Linked DNA regions of Bicyclus anynana: region 1 is linked to region 2. The links are chromatin contacts, called in public Hi-C maps. All regions are on one chromosome and are shown on one strand. Each heading gives the region's core, a stretch centred on a gene start, on an enhancer-like site or on the middle of the called end of the contact. The rest is flanking DNA. Distances are from core to core; before and after follow the strand shown.

Region 1 (6,036 bases), core at 109-2,608, 40 kb after region 2:
AAGAGCGGTCGGACTCATCACCTAGGGGTGGTGGTTCGATCCCCGCCCCGTTGGTCTATTGTCGTACCCACTCCTAGTCACAGTCTTTCCCGACTAGTTGACTAGTTGGAGGGAAATGGGAAGTTGGAGGAGAATGATAATATTGGGCATATCTTTTAAATAAAAAAAAGGGTTGGTCGACCCTCACCAGGTGGTCACCGACCACATCAAGCAAGTCCTAAGGTTCCCCTGGATGCAGGCAAGTCAGGATCGTGATGTTTGGAAGTGCCTACAAAAGTCCTGTAGTGGACATCTATCGGCTGATATGATGATGTTGATAATTGAGTAAGCTTGAGGCTATATGGTATTTTTAAACAACTAATAGAAGTATCAGTAAAATATGTCGTAAAAACTAGACAAACTTCTTCCTATTTTTTTAACCTACTTCAAAAAGAATGTCTATTATATATTATTTATAATGTCTATTATAATTATAATGGATTCTAGATGCACTTTGAACCTTGTGGATCTAACCATTCAAATATTTAATGTCTATGATGGAATTTGCAATAAAATTAAGTAGGTATTCAAATAAAATTGATAGCTTCAGTAGTAATAATAAACAACAAGAGTCCGTTATTTTAGAGTATGAATAACTTAATTAAAAAGTATGAATAATAAAATAATATCACATCGAAAGTTAAACTTGAAATCGAACTTATAGCTACGAGTTTGTTTTGAGTTTATTTTACCTTCGAAAATAATGACCTAAATTCGAAATTCAATTATCAATTTTTTAGCGTAAATCTCACCTGAATACCAAATTCAATGAAATTATGCATTTATGACAGAACAAATTCAAACTCCCCAAACGAAATTTATGGGTATTGGGTAATTTAATTACTTACAACTCTTCCATCTGGTAGACACCTTAGAATACTTAATTAAATAGTAAAACATAAATGCACTCACCAAAACGTTTCACGGGACTGGATAATGCTAGAAAACAGCTCGGACCATCGCAGAAACCGCGTAAAACATTAATACACTAGCTAACAACAAACTACGAGATGATTTAATTAAAAAAATAACAAAAGACTAGTACTAAAATATTAGGCACTTGTTTCGATGACTTAACTTTGGAAGATATAATTTTACGATTTGTTCACTTAGTAACTATTTGTACCGTAATTCTAATAAACTACCTTTCAAATATATATTAAAACACTAATTGAAATAAGGCAGACGTAAAGTGTAAACACAAAAATACTTTGTGAATCAAAAGCAAAACGCGCTGACGACCAAGCAGGCAGACGACAAACGACAATCAACCAATGACAATCTTGGAATTGGAATTTGGCAATTTGGAATTTATACGTCAACTTTCTCAGTCCCACAGACATCTGTTTCCCTCTTTGCTGTTGCTCAAATGGGATTGGCAAATGTCGTAATGGCGCTTTGATCGCTGGTTCCAAAATGGCTGTGTATATAGATAGAAGAAGTTAGTAAATAATTTATATTAATTATAATGACGTTTTGTGCTGTTCCGAAATATATTAAAACTGGAGTTTATAGATTCCTTGAAATTATTATAATAGGTAGGTTTTAAGGATTGAATTTGTTAATAAAACGCGCTACTTTTAAAATTTCCAGCTATAAAACGCCACAGACAGAATAGTACGTTTGGCACCAGCGCTGATAGCGCCACCTGCGTTTAGCTTTCACCTGCCATGGAATTTTCTGCCAGAAGTTCAAAGACTAAATTAATATGAATATTTACGACGATATTAATTATTAATTTATTAATTAATATCGATATATTTTGGATTTTAATCCATGTACTATGCGAAATTATTAGTGTTTATATTTTTGATACGAGTCAATTACAATATTGTAAAGTTTATAGACAGGTATTTAACAATCCCCTGTATTAGCCCGTTTATGTATGAAATTAAAGAATCAAAAGAGAAAAGGGTCTACAAAAATAACCACACCTCATGACCCCTATTAATGAATCGCCTTGTCTATAGATGTAAGGCCGGTTTAAAACCAACTAAACCATTCCATTTAAAACAAAAAAACCCGTTTAAAATACAAAAAAATACATTTTTTTCTGACCATATGTGTTTATGACTTCGTATTATTTTATAATATAATATAATAATAGAACTACTTTTTCTTGATTTTATATTGGTAGGGAGTAGGAATAACGTGATATACAGAGTTTTTTCAATAGATTTTAGCTAAGTAAGTGTATGAAATAATTTGGTAAATTATTTCATACACTTACTTAGCTAAAATCTATTGAAAAAACTCTGTGTTGGTAAATAGTAAATAAACATTTATCTTGGTTTATAACGATGCTAATCAAATTGTATCGGTTTAAAAAAACTCACACTCTTGCACTCTCGTTTACGTTAGTCGCCTCCAGACGATGGAACGTGCGACGTTGCCAACTCGCCTACCCTTCTTCTAAAATGTAAGTAGTGTGTGCGTGATATATTTAATATAATTAATAATTAATATGTAAAGTTTGGTATACCTACATAACATGTAGATACATATGTTACGTGTACTGGGTAATGTAGGCAGGTAGCTACTTTTTATAGATTTTTTAACTACCTAATAAAAATGAAATACGATGTCAGATGACCACAATTCATTATTTAATGAAGTATGAAACACATATATTTTATTTTCGTAGGTGTGTTTTAAACCTTTTAAAATGGTTTAAAACTGCAGAATTTTATTTAAAACGTTTTAAATCGGTTTATTTACATCTATAGCCTTGTCTCGTTTTTAAGTCCATGCGTAATGCGTCTAATACTTTCTCTGTCTTCGATTTTTGACTTCTATTTTTGTATATTTTTTCTTGGAGTAATATTTTTCTTTGGTTTATAATTTGTAGATGGTCTGAGCCTCAGACCAATTATAGAAGGACATGTATCGCACTCACAGTCACGAACAAAATTGTCTGTCATTTTCTGAGGAAAACGAGCTTAGATTTGGTATACATCTTATACTAAACTAGAAGTTTTTCCCCGTTTTTTACACAATTCAATTACACAAAAAGTTATTTTTTCGGAGCTCTTTAACCGACGAACACGATTACAACTATTTAACATCGATTCTATAGACACTGTTTTTATGATCGCATTAGGTCGTTGATCATATACTTTGACAGAAAAGTAACGTCTAGCGAGACAGGTCCTATACAATAATTGGTCTGAGGACTGAGCTATCTTTTTAGCCGTTTGCTGAGCAATGAGTATAGACTACAGACGAAGACGCCACAGATTCTGTTATTTTTATTTACTTGTCAAATTTAAAATTTGAATTTGAAGGAACAACGAACAACGAACTTGGTTTTGATGTTTTGATAAAACCAAAATATAATTTTAATAAATTAATTGGATTAGAAATTTGTTTGTTGAAACTCAACTCAAATATTTCAGAATGCTGAAAATGGAAAACATATTAGAAAATGTGGAAAGCCCTCTTCTATTTTTAGTCGAAGAACGTGTGAAAACATTCAAACATTGGCCTTTTGGTAGCAATGACAAGTGTAACGTTCGGAACATGGCTGAGGCGGGTTTCTATTCCGTGGCCACGGGCAAGGAAGATGCGGATTCAGCCAAGTGTTTCCTTTGCGGTAAGGAGTTGGACGGCTGGGAGCCAAGTGATGATCCTTGGGCGGAACACAAGAGTCACGCTGCTAAGTGTGCTTTCGTACAACTTGGCAGGCGAGAAGACGAATTGTTGGTAAGTCCCATCAGCTAAAGACAGAAAACGATTACATAAAGGCGATGTTAATGTTTGTCAGTCTATAAGGGATCTATATTTTGTAATGTAAACAAGATATTCTGATGTTTGTGCTAAATAATGACTGGTATTGTAATGTGTCATCAGACATGAAGTATAATCAGCTACGAGGAGTCTAAACAAACTGATTCCTAGCGGCTTACCTTTTAAAAAATTATACATACTCGTACATATTCATAATTATAACTTATTTTATGTTATGTGATTGTAATGTTCCATGTTTACGCACGAAATAGGTATAAAATATTACTACAGTATTTCTAAAAAGACTAAAATAACTGGGCATTAGCATTTCTGAAAAGACTAAAATATAAAAGACTGGGTATAATGCTTCTCCTTTTTAAAACTAGTCTGGCTGAAAAGCCAATATAATTAAAATACCAATTATTGTATTTACTCCTCCAACTCTGTTCATCAGGAATCCTGGCTAGGACCACCCTACTGGCACAGACATAATGCCAAGCAATTTAGCATTCCAGTATTATGTGTAGAAACCAAAAGGGCTGTAGATTTTCATTCTACTCCTAATAAATTAGCCTACTTCCATCTTATATTGTATCATTACTTACCATCAGGTGAAATTTTGGTCAAGGACTAAGTTCTAAATAATAAAACAAAAACCATGAATTTTTGTCATGTCAGCATCATGCAAAAACAACTTTCTAAGGAATTCATTCTTTTGTTTACAAATTGGGATTGCATGTAGACTGTTCTTGACCTTGACTAAATAGAAGTAATGGACTTAATACATTATCATATACTTAGTTGCTCCCAAACTCACTTGTATAATGACTAAAAATTTTTAGTCGTACATTTTTCTTCTTTTTATTTAATGCCAAGTCTATAATGCCATAAAATGTGCATTGTACAGTCCCATTATTGTTGTTAAATAGATTTTACACTTGTAGTTGCAAAAGTTTATTTTACTTTTGTATTTATGTTTGTTACAGCTTTCTGAATTCCTATCAGTCATAAAACAATACATGATCAATGAAAGGAAGAGAGTGGCTGAGCTTGCCAAGGAGCAAATTGATGAAAGAGCAAAGCTTGTCAAGAGACATCTTAGCAGAAAGTGATCAGTGTGTTAAACTTACTGTTTTATAATCATATGAACTGGGACTAAAGACTGCAGGTTGCATGTTAAGATGGTGATATGATAATCAGATTTATTCTTCCTTGTGAACACAGAAGTCTTAGTAATGATGCATTTTTTTTATAGTGTTGGTTTCAATATCTCGTTGATATTGACAGTCTTACCACTAAGATTATTATGTATAGGTGTGTGTTACAGGAATAGTCGGATAATTTGAATTACTTTGTATGAAAACATATAGATACTATTTTAGTTTTAGAATAAGGAATATGTAGTTGGCATGTCAAAAATTTCATTTGCCTGGAAAGTCTAGTTTAAACACTAGAACTTGTGATTTAGAGTCTGACATCTTTAGGTGACTATTGAATGATTGAGATTTGTTAGTAGCTGAAAACCAAGTTGCAAATTATCTGGACTCATGTGAATTTGAAGTCAGATGTTACTATGTGTGAAATTTTGTTATAATAATGATTTTTTTCTAATAAAGTGTTAAAACTACATACTGTTTTTCATTAATAAATTTAAAGTTTTACCTGATCTGTGTGTGTGTGATCTGATCTGTAAAGTGTATCTAAAGTTACTTGTTTAATATGCTGTCACGCCTAAGTTATAAAACCAATTTAAAAAATTCTAATGGAAAGCTACACTATCTGCTAATAACATAGGCTACATTTTGTCCCTATATTCCCACTGAAGAGGGGAGTAGGTACGCAGTATCAGTCAGTATATGGCTGCCTGTCCACTGAAGCGGAGCAAGGCAGCGGAGCCGAGAAACGGAGAAATATTAACCAATAGGATTGCACCAAATCTCCGCTTCTCTTAACTGGACAGAGACTTGCAAGCTATGTTAATTATTTCAACCGGTACGCGGAGCGGAGATACGGAGCGGGGTGTATTAAATTTAACATTTATTTATTTAACATAGTCTGCAATTCTGCTCCGGTAGGAAGACAGTACGCGACTCCGCTCCGCATTAGTCCGTTTCTCCGCTACGCTCCCTTGCTCCGCTTTGGCTTTAGGCAGCCTTATACAATGTTTACAACAGGTGTTTATGAAATGTTTCGAGTAGACGAAACAACCAACACTGGCTGCGTAATTGGTTTCGTCTAAAGCTTGCTTTAGCACCTAGCTTTCTCTGTCTA
Region 2 (6,395 bases), core at 2,407-4,906:
CGCGGCTCCCTGAAAAACGCCCCATGCAAAATGGTACAAATTAATGACGTCGTTGGTTCGACGATAGTTGTATTTGTATGGGCGTTCAAACAAAATTACAAATATCTTTATTTGTGCGTTTATGTTTATATATGTATTGAAAAATATCACGTTTATTCATCATTTTCATCTAATTACGATAAAAGTAGATTTTGAAATTTTATAATTTTATTTATTTTGCAAACATCCAGTCAATCTTTGTTTTTTTAGATTAATTAGTTAATATTGACCTTATTTACCCGAATGTCTCATATAAATCAATATATTCAAACCTAGTCATCATCCCCATTGTGGGCGTTTAAAGCAGATATTGGGATATTGAATTGAGGAGGAATTAAGATCCGTTCGTTTAAAAGGCATTATTGACTGCATTGAATACATATATCTAAATACAATTGTAACTTACAGATCTTCTACAAGAACTTTATTCAATAAACATACAAAAATAATCGTAAAAATGACCAAATCACACACAAATTTTTTGGAATAGTAATTAAATAAAAAAAAATGTTCCTTAAGAAAGAAACTGCAGTGCAGTTTCTTTCAATTTGAAGAATTTGTGGTAAATTTTACTTCTAGTATACGTATTTTTTTTTTCAAATTTACTTTTTACGCAGTTTTTAAATACAAATAGGTGTTTACATTGCAGAAAAAATTCCTTTTTGAAAAATTTAATTTTTTAAATCTCATCACCCAGTTCCTTATTAGGCATTATAGGCAGAGCTACCCACCACCCAAACCCTACTGTTCTACAATGACATCATAAAGTCAAGAACGAAATGTTTCCTCAGCTATACTAAGAGGCACAATTATCCGCCCACTTTAATATGACGCGAGTATATTAAAGTGGGCGGATAATTGTGCCTCTGAGTATATTTATTTCAAACTGTTTTCCCAGTGAAATATACAAGAAAATACAGCTTGCATGTCTATATAAACTTTCTATTGTGTTTCGACTTCACGTTGATCCGTTCATAGCTGGATTTGTCGATCGACTTGTTGACCGAGTCATTAAATTTGACAAAAAAAATATTTTCCCAATAAAAGTACGGATAAGCACTGCTTGCCTATATAAACAGCTTCCCGTTCTGCTTCACTTCACAGTTGACATGAGTTTGCTCATTATTAGATTTGTCAGTGGACTTGTTGACAGACTAAGTGCTTTTAGACAAAAAAATATTTTCCCAATAAAAGTATAGATAAGCACTGCTTGCCTATATAAACAGCTTCCCGTTTTGCTTCACTTCACCGTTGATATGGATCTGCTCAGTATTGGACTTGTCGGCGGACTTGTCGCCGGACGCGTCGGCGGACGCGTCGCGCTGCTTGCGGCGCGCGTTGTACCGGCGCGCGGCGCGGTAGAGCGGCAGCACCATCAGTATGAGGCCGGAGATGCCGATGAACACGCCCGCCAGGTAGAACGACAGGTCGTAGCTGCCTGTGATGTCGAACACCCAACCTGAAGCAGACATATTCAATCAAAATTCATTTATTTCAAGTTTTCATTTATTTCAAATCAAAATACATTTATTTCAAGTTTTGATATATTTCAAATCAAAATTCATTTATTTCAAGTTTTGATATATTTCAAATCAAAATTCATTTATTTCAAGTTTTCATTTATTTCAAATCAAAATTCATTTATTTCAAGTTTTCATTTATTTAAAATCAAAATTTATTTATTTCAAGTTTTCATATATTTCAAATCAAAATTCATTTATTTCAAGTTTTCATTTATTTCAAATCAAAATTCATTGATTTCAAATTTTAATTTACAAAAAAAAGTATGTGTCAGCTCCGACACACGAATGGAGTTTACTCTTTCAGATCGACTGTCTAAATAGGTGTATGGTACAGCACACACTATACACGTCTCAATACCTACGCTTTAAAAGTGAAAGGTGCGCAACCGAGGAGTACCAGGCCTCGGCGTGCACTGTTGGCGGCAACGCACGGTAAAAGGTGCGCAAAAAAAAACGTAACGCTGTCATTCGTTCATCGAACTTTTCTGTCCATATTTTTTTCATACCTGGGGCTATGTATGAAAAATCGATTCTTTAAGAGTAAACTCCAAAAACTTTTGAAACATTAAGTTTGACTATTTTTAAAGACTAACACCAATTTAGAAAGCAGGTTCAGGAAAGAGCCGGCAATAAACTAAACATCAAAGCTTATTATGTTAACCATACGGGTAACTGCCCGTTAGACTATTGATAGAGGTCCAGGGTACAATGAAACTGAACTTTTCTTTCTGTCACTAAATCTTCAGAAAAAAACCTTGAAGTTGCGAATTTGCAACACCTCGAGCATGAAAAAGCTTAAGCTGTCGCCGTCAGTCATTGTCAAGCGGCTGTAAACATTATCAGTTTTTTTTAATATTTACAATCCTTGACTGCCATCTCACCTGCTGGTAAGTGATGATGCAATATAAAATGGAAGCGGGATAACTTATTAAAAGGAGGATTAAAATCCCCACCCCCTTAGTACAGTCCACTCACCGGCCAGCGGCGGCCCGATGAGGTTGGCCAGGCCCTGCATGAGCAGCAGCAGGCCGTACGCGTTGGTGAACTTCTCCAGCGTGATCTGCTCCACCAGGATGATGCTGGTGAGCGAGTAGTTGGCGGCGATGAAGGCGCCGAACGCGCCGGCCGCGGCCGCCAGCCCGGCGTAGGTGGCGAGCAGCGGCATGAGCAGCGTCACGGCGCCGCACAGCACCATGCACGCGCCGTACACCAGGCTCGGGTTCACGCACTCCCAGTCGCCGATCCAGCCGAGCAGGATCTGAAACATTTGTGTTGCCTTTTTATTACAAACAATAAACTTCTTTTAATGCAGTAAAACTTACAATTGGACCAAAACAGAGTTACGGAAAAAACAAAATTTATTTATTTTCATTTTTGCGACATTAGGGAGTCACCAAATAGTCCCAAGCCCTACAAATTATTAGTATTGACCATATCAATATTATTGATAATGGGTAGAAAATAAAAAAAAATAATAATATGATGTAGGAAATTGTTGGCTTGCCTCGTGTTGGCTTGCGCCGACGCTAGGTGGCGCGACTTGTTTCGTAAAGAGCGTGGCGTTCGAGCCGTCCACATTACTTGTTGTGTAATTCTTTATGGGTTACTTGGGATACGCGGGGAGAGTGACTTAAGTGGAAAAGGGGAGTGTTGGTTAACTATCAAAGGCGCCCAACCTGTTGACGCGCTGTAAAGTGCTGTTAAGGCGCTGTAACCCTACAAACAACGTTCACAAGTACGTGACTCCACTCAAGGTCATTCTCTGCCATTCTAGGGTCTTATTTTGGTTACAGTTTGATTTGTTAATTGCGTTGTCCTGACAAATGTCGTGAATCATAACCTTTGTTCGACATTAGGTTTCTTGTTTTTGTAATCTAAAAATGATATTAACAATTTATACATCTTTAATGTACCTAATATTAACATTTTTATTGACAGTATTATTGTCTATTAAACTGTCTATAAAATGTTATATAATAGCAGAGGACCTATAACTAACACGTGGGCTTCCATGAGACAATACACGTGGTAGTTACATAAGGGCGAAGTCACACAGGGCTCGCACACTATCGCACAGTTGAACTGGGTCAAGCTATACGCCAGATAACATTGTCCCGTTATCAGCTCACACAACACTAAAGATACATTGTCAATCACTTCAGATTGTTATTTCCCGTGTTACTTAGAGATAGATTATACACATAAACATATATGTATAAATATTCCATGTATGGAAACTTTTTAATAATTTTGATGAACTTACACTATAAATAAACCGGCAAAGTTGGGGTCCGAGGCACGTTCTGTGCATCGTACGTCATAAATGCTGACTTAAATCTATATATTAGCATTTAGTAGGCCTTATTAGTTGCCGCAATGATGCACAAATGGATCTCTAAATTTAAAAATTGTGTTCTCACGCCCATTATATTTTTGAAGATCTATCACATTAGGATAGTTCTAAACATTTATTTTACCAATTTGTTAGACAGAGGAGACAGAGGTAAAAAAAAAGAGACAATTAAATATAATATCATAGTATGAATTCACAACTTATGTATAATTTTTAATGTGATGCCAGGTCCATCCTCTGACAGAGACACAACTCCAAGCAAAGTCCGGGACTTGTGGCCAATAGGTGTAGGGTTAAGGAGCTCCTTTAAAATCGACTAACACACGCCTTCTCCGCTTGTGTTGTTCTTCCTGCTAAGCCAAATTTGGTATCCCACTAGAGCAGTTTTGGATACCCGTCCTACTAAAAAACTTACTCTAGCGACTAATATTGATTTAATTTTCCCGAACTTTTATATATTCGATTTTTTTTTATAGTTCTTTTTATAAATTATTCGATTATTATTACTATACAAATAATGAGTGATCTCACCTCGCCGAACATGTTGAGGATGCCGATGACGGAGATGAGCATGGAGGCCTGCGACTCGTCGAACCCGAGCCCCAGCCCGCTGTCGGCGATGTACACGTACGGCACGTCGTACCACATGTACAGCAGGAAGTTGGACAGCGCGAACATGAGGAAGGCCGGGTTGAGGAAGTGCGAGAAGTCCAGCACGTCCACCACCAGGTCCCAGAAGTCCCACAGGCCGGCGTACCACTGCAGCTGGAAACGTAGAAGGCAGGCTATCACTTTCAGACCAACTCTTAGGCCGCACAGACAGAAAATGTACTTCAGAGGTTGAGTTCTTTGTAATGACTATAATGATAGGATAGTTCGTGAATTGCGACTCCATTGAGTAATATAAAACAATAAGCATAACTTCAACAATTAATCATTAAGGTCTCAGTAACTTCCATTTATTGGAAGCTTAGAATTCAGCCATAAAGTCTTAATGGCAGCATCTATGTAACCTCAGAAATATAGTTTTAAGCCAATAAATAAAAGCTATCACAATACTCATTTATTAGAAAAAAATGTTACAAATGATAAGTGACGCTTACTCACCTTCTCTTTAGCAATGGTAGTCATGGAATTCCTAAATATGTTGGGGCATGACGACGCTCGGAGTCTGTAGCGATTTATGTTCAACATGGCGCCCCTGTATGTGAGGGAGTGCCGGTGTATCCTCATGTCTTTGAAGAAAGCTGGCGGCTTCTTCGTCGAGCCTTGCGCTTGTCTCCTTAGCCACACCGACAAGGCCGCTTTATCGTTCAACTGTCTCGTCCCATTAGCGTCCGGGGCACTCGGAGCAGAACTAGGGGACATCGTTCCGGGGGACATCGTGCCAGGGGACATGATAGTCTTCGGTGGAGACTGTTCATGCAACCGTCCACTATCACTGAAACTCCGGGATGGCAACATGACCCCGGGGTAATTTTGCGCCAGAATAGCATAAGCGCGACCTCTACTCGACATTAGTTCGAAAACTTCCAGCGAAACACCTTCCCCGCCCGTCATATAAGTAGGTAAGTCGACTAGGGAGCTAAATTGTGGCACAATAGACGTTGTGACTGCTTCTATGTCTACAGCGTCCGTCACTTTGGTGGAGCCAGCAGCACTGCTCTTGCTATCGGAGAAGCTGTCTGCCGACGATCCGTAGCGTTTATTCCTCTTCCTCTCTCTTCTGCGTTTTCTCTCTTTCGCTCTTTCCTCGTTCATAGTGGCCGTCCAGGGCAGGTCGCGGAACAACAACCCGCACACCGCCATGTTTAGAAACAATCCTGCGAGTATTAGAGTGGTTCCTCGCCATCCATATTCGTCCAGCAAAACATATGTCAAAGGAGCAAATATGAATGTACCGATCCCGCTTCCGCACACCGATATCCCGGTGGCGAGGGAACGTTTCTTTTCGAAGTAATAAGCGACGATGACGACCGCCGCCACGTAGCACAAGCTCAGCCCAAACCCGGCCATGATACCGAAAGTCAGGAACAGCGTCTCCATGTTGTCTACGAAAGCAGAAATGACGAATCCCAACGCCGCTAAAATCGAGCCGAATATCGTCATTCGCCTACAACCGTATCTATCCGTCAGGAAACTCGCAATCGGTCCAGACAGGAGGGGCATAGCCATAAATATGCCCGCAATCCAGGCGGTTTTCCCTTTGCCTTCGCCGAAGTATTCCAGGAAATGGGGGTAGAACACTCCGAAACTGAACGTTATTCCGTCGGCAATCAGGTTGACCATAAAAGAAGCGAAGACGACGACCCAGCCCCAGCCTCCGTCGGGCGGTCGGGCTTCTGCGATGGAAACGTCTTCATCGTCGGAGCTGGAGGAGCTGGAGCTGGAGACGGAGACGGGCGCGGGCGGCGACTGCGCGTCGAACTGCACGTGCAGCGGGCGCGTGTTCCGCCGCGGCACGTCGCCGCTCGCATTAG

What was found. A called contact is a pair of places that touch in the nucleus more often than the background predicts.
Region 1: a contact with region 2 is called in a Hi-C map of whole larva, with 6 times the contacts expected there. The contact joins the promoter of LOC112049780 here to the enhancer-like site in region 2. A contact is called at or near these places in 2 of 2 Hi-C or Micro-C datasets (whole body and whole larva).

What each region holds. Positions count from the first base shown.
Region 1 is chr11:16,512,755-16,518,790 of ilBicAnyn1.1, forward strand. LOC112049780 (monocarboxylate transporter 12) reads right to left here and starts at 1,359. Exons shown (of 6, transcript XM_052884248.1): 1 at 952-1,359. LOC112049782 (baculoviral IAP repeat-containing protein 5) reads left to right here and starts at 3,312. Exons shown (of 2, transcript XM_024087809.2): 1 at 3,312-3,741; 2 at 4,752-5,392. The coding sequence starts at 3,436. The coding sequence ends at 4,877.
Region 2 is chr11:16,470,680-16,477,074 of ilBicAnyn1.1, forward strand. LOC112049780 (monocarboxylate transporter 12) reads right to left here. Exons shown (of 6, transcript XM_052884248.1): 3 at 5,023-6,395; 4 at 4,447-4,680; 5 at 2,538-2,820; 6 at 1-1,498. The coding sequence ends at 1,254. Among protein-coding and RNA genes, the nearest start is that of LOC112049780, 40 kb to the right of the region's middle. Within about 2 kb of position 3,657, at least 3 of the 8 cell types and tissues checked have open chromatin away from gene starts, as enhancers often do.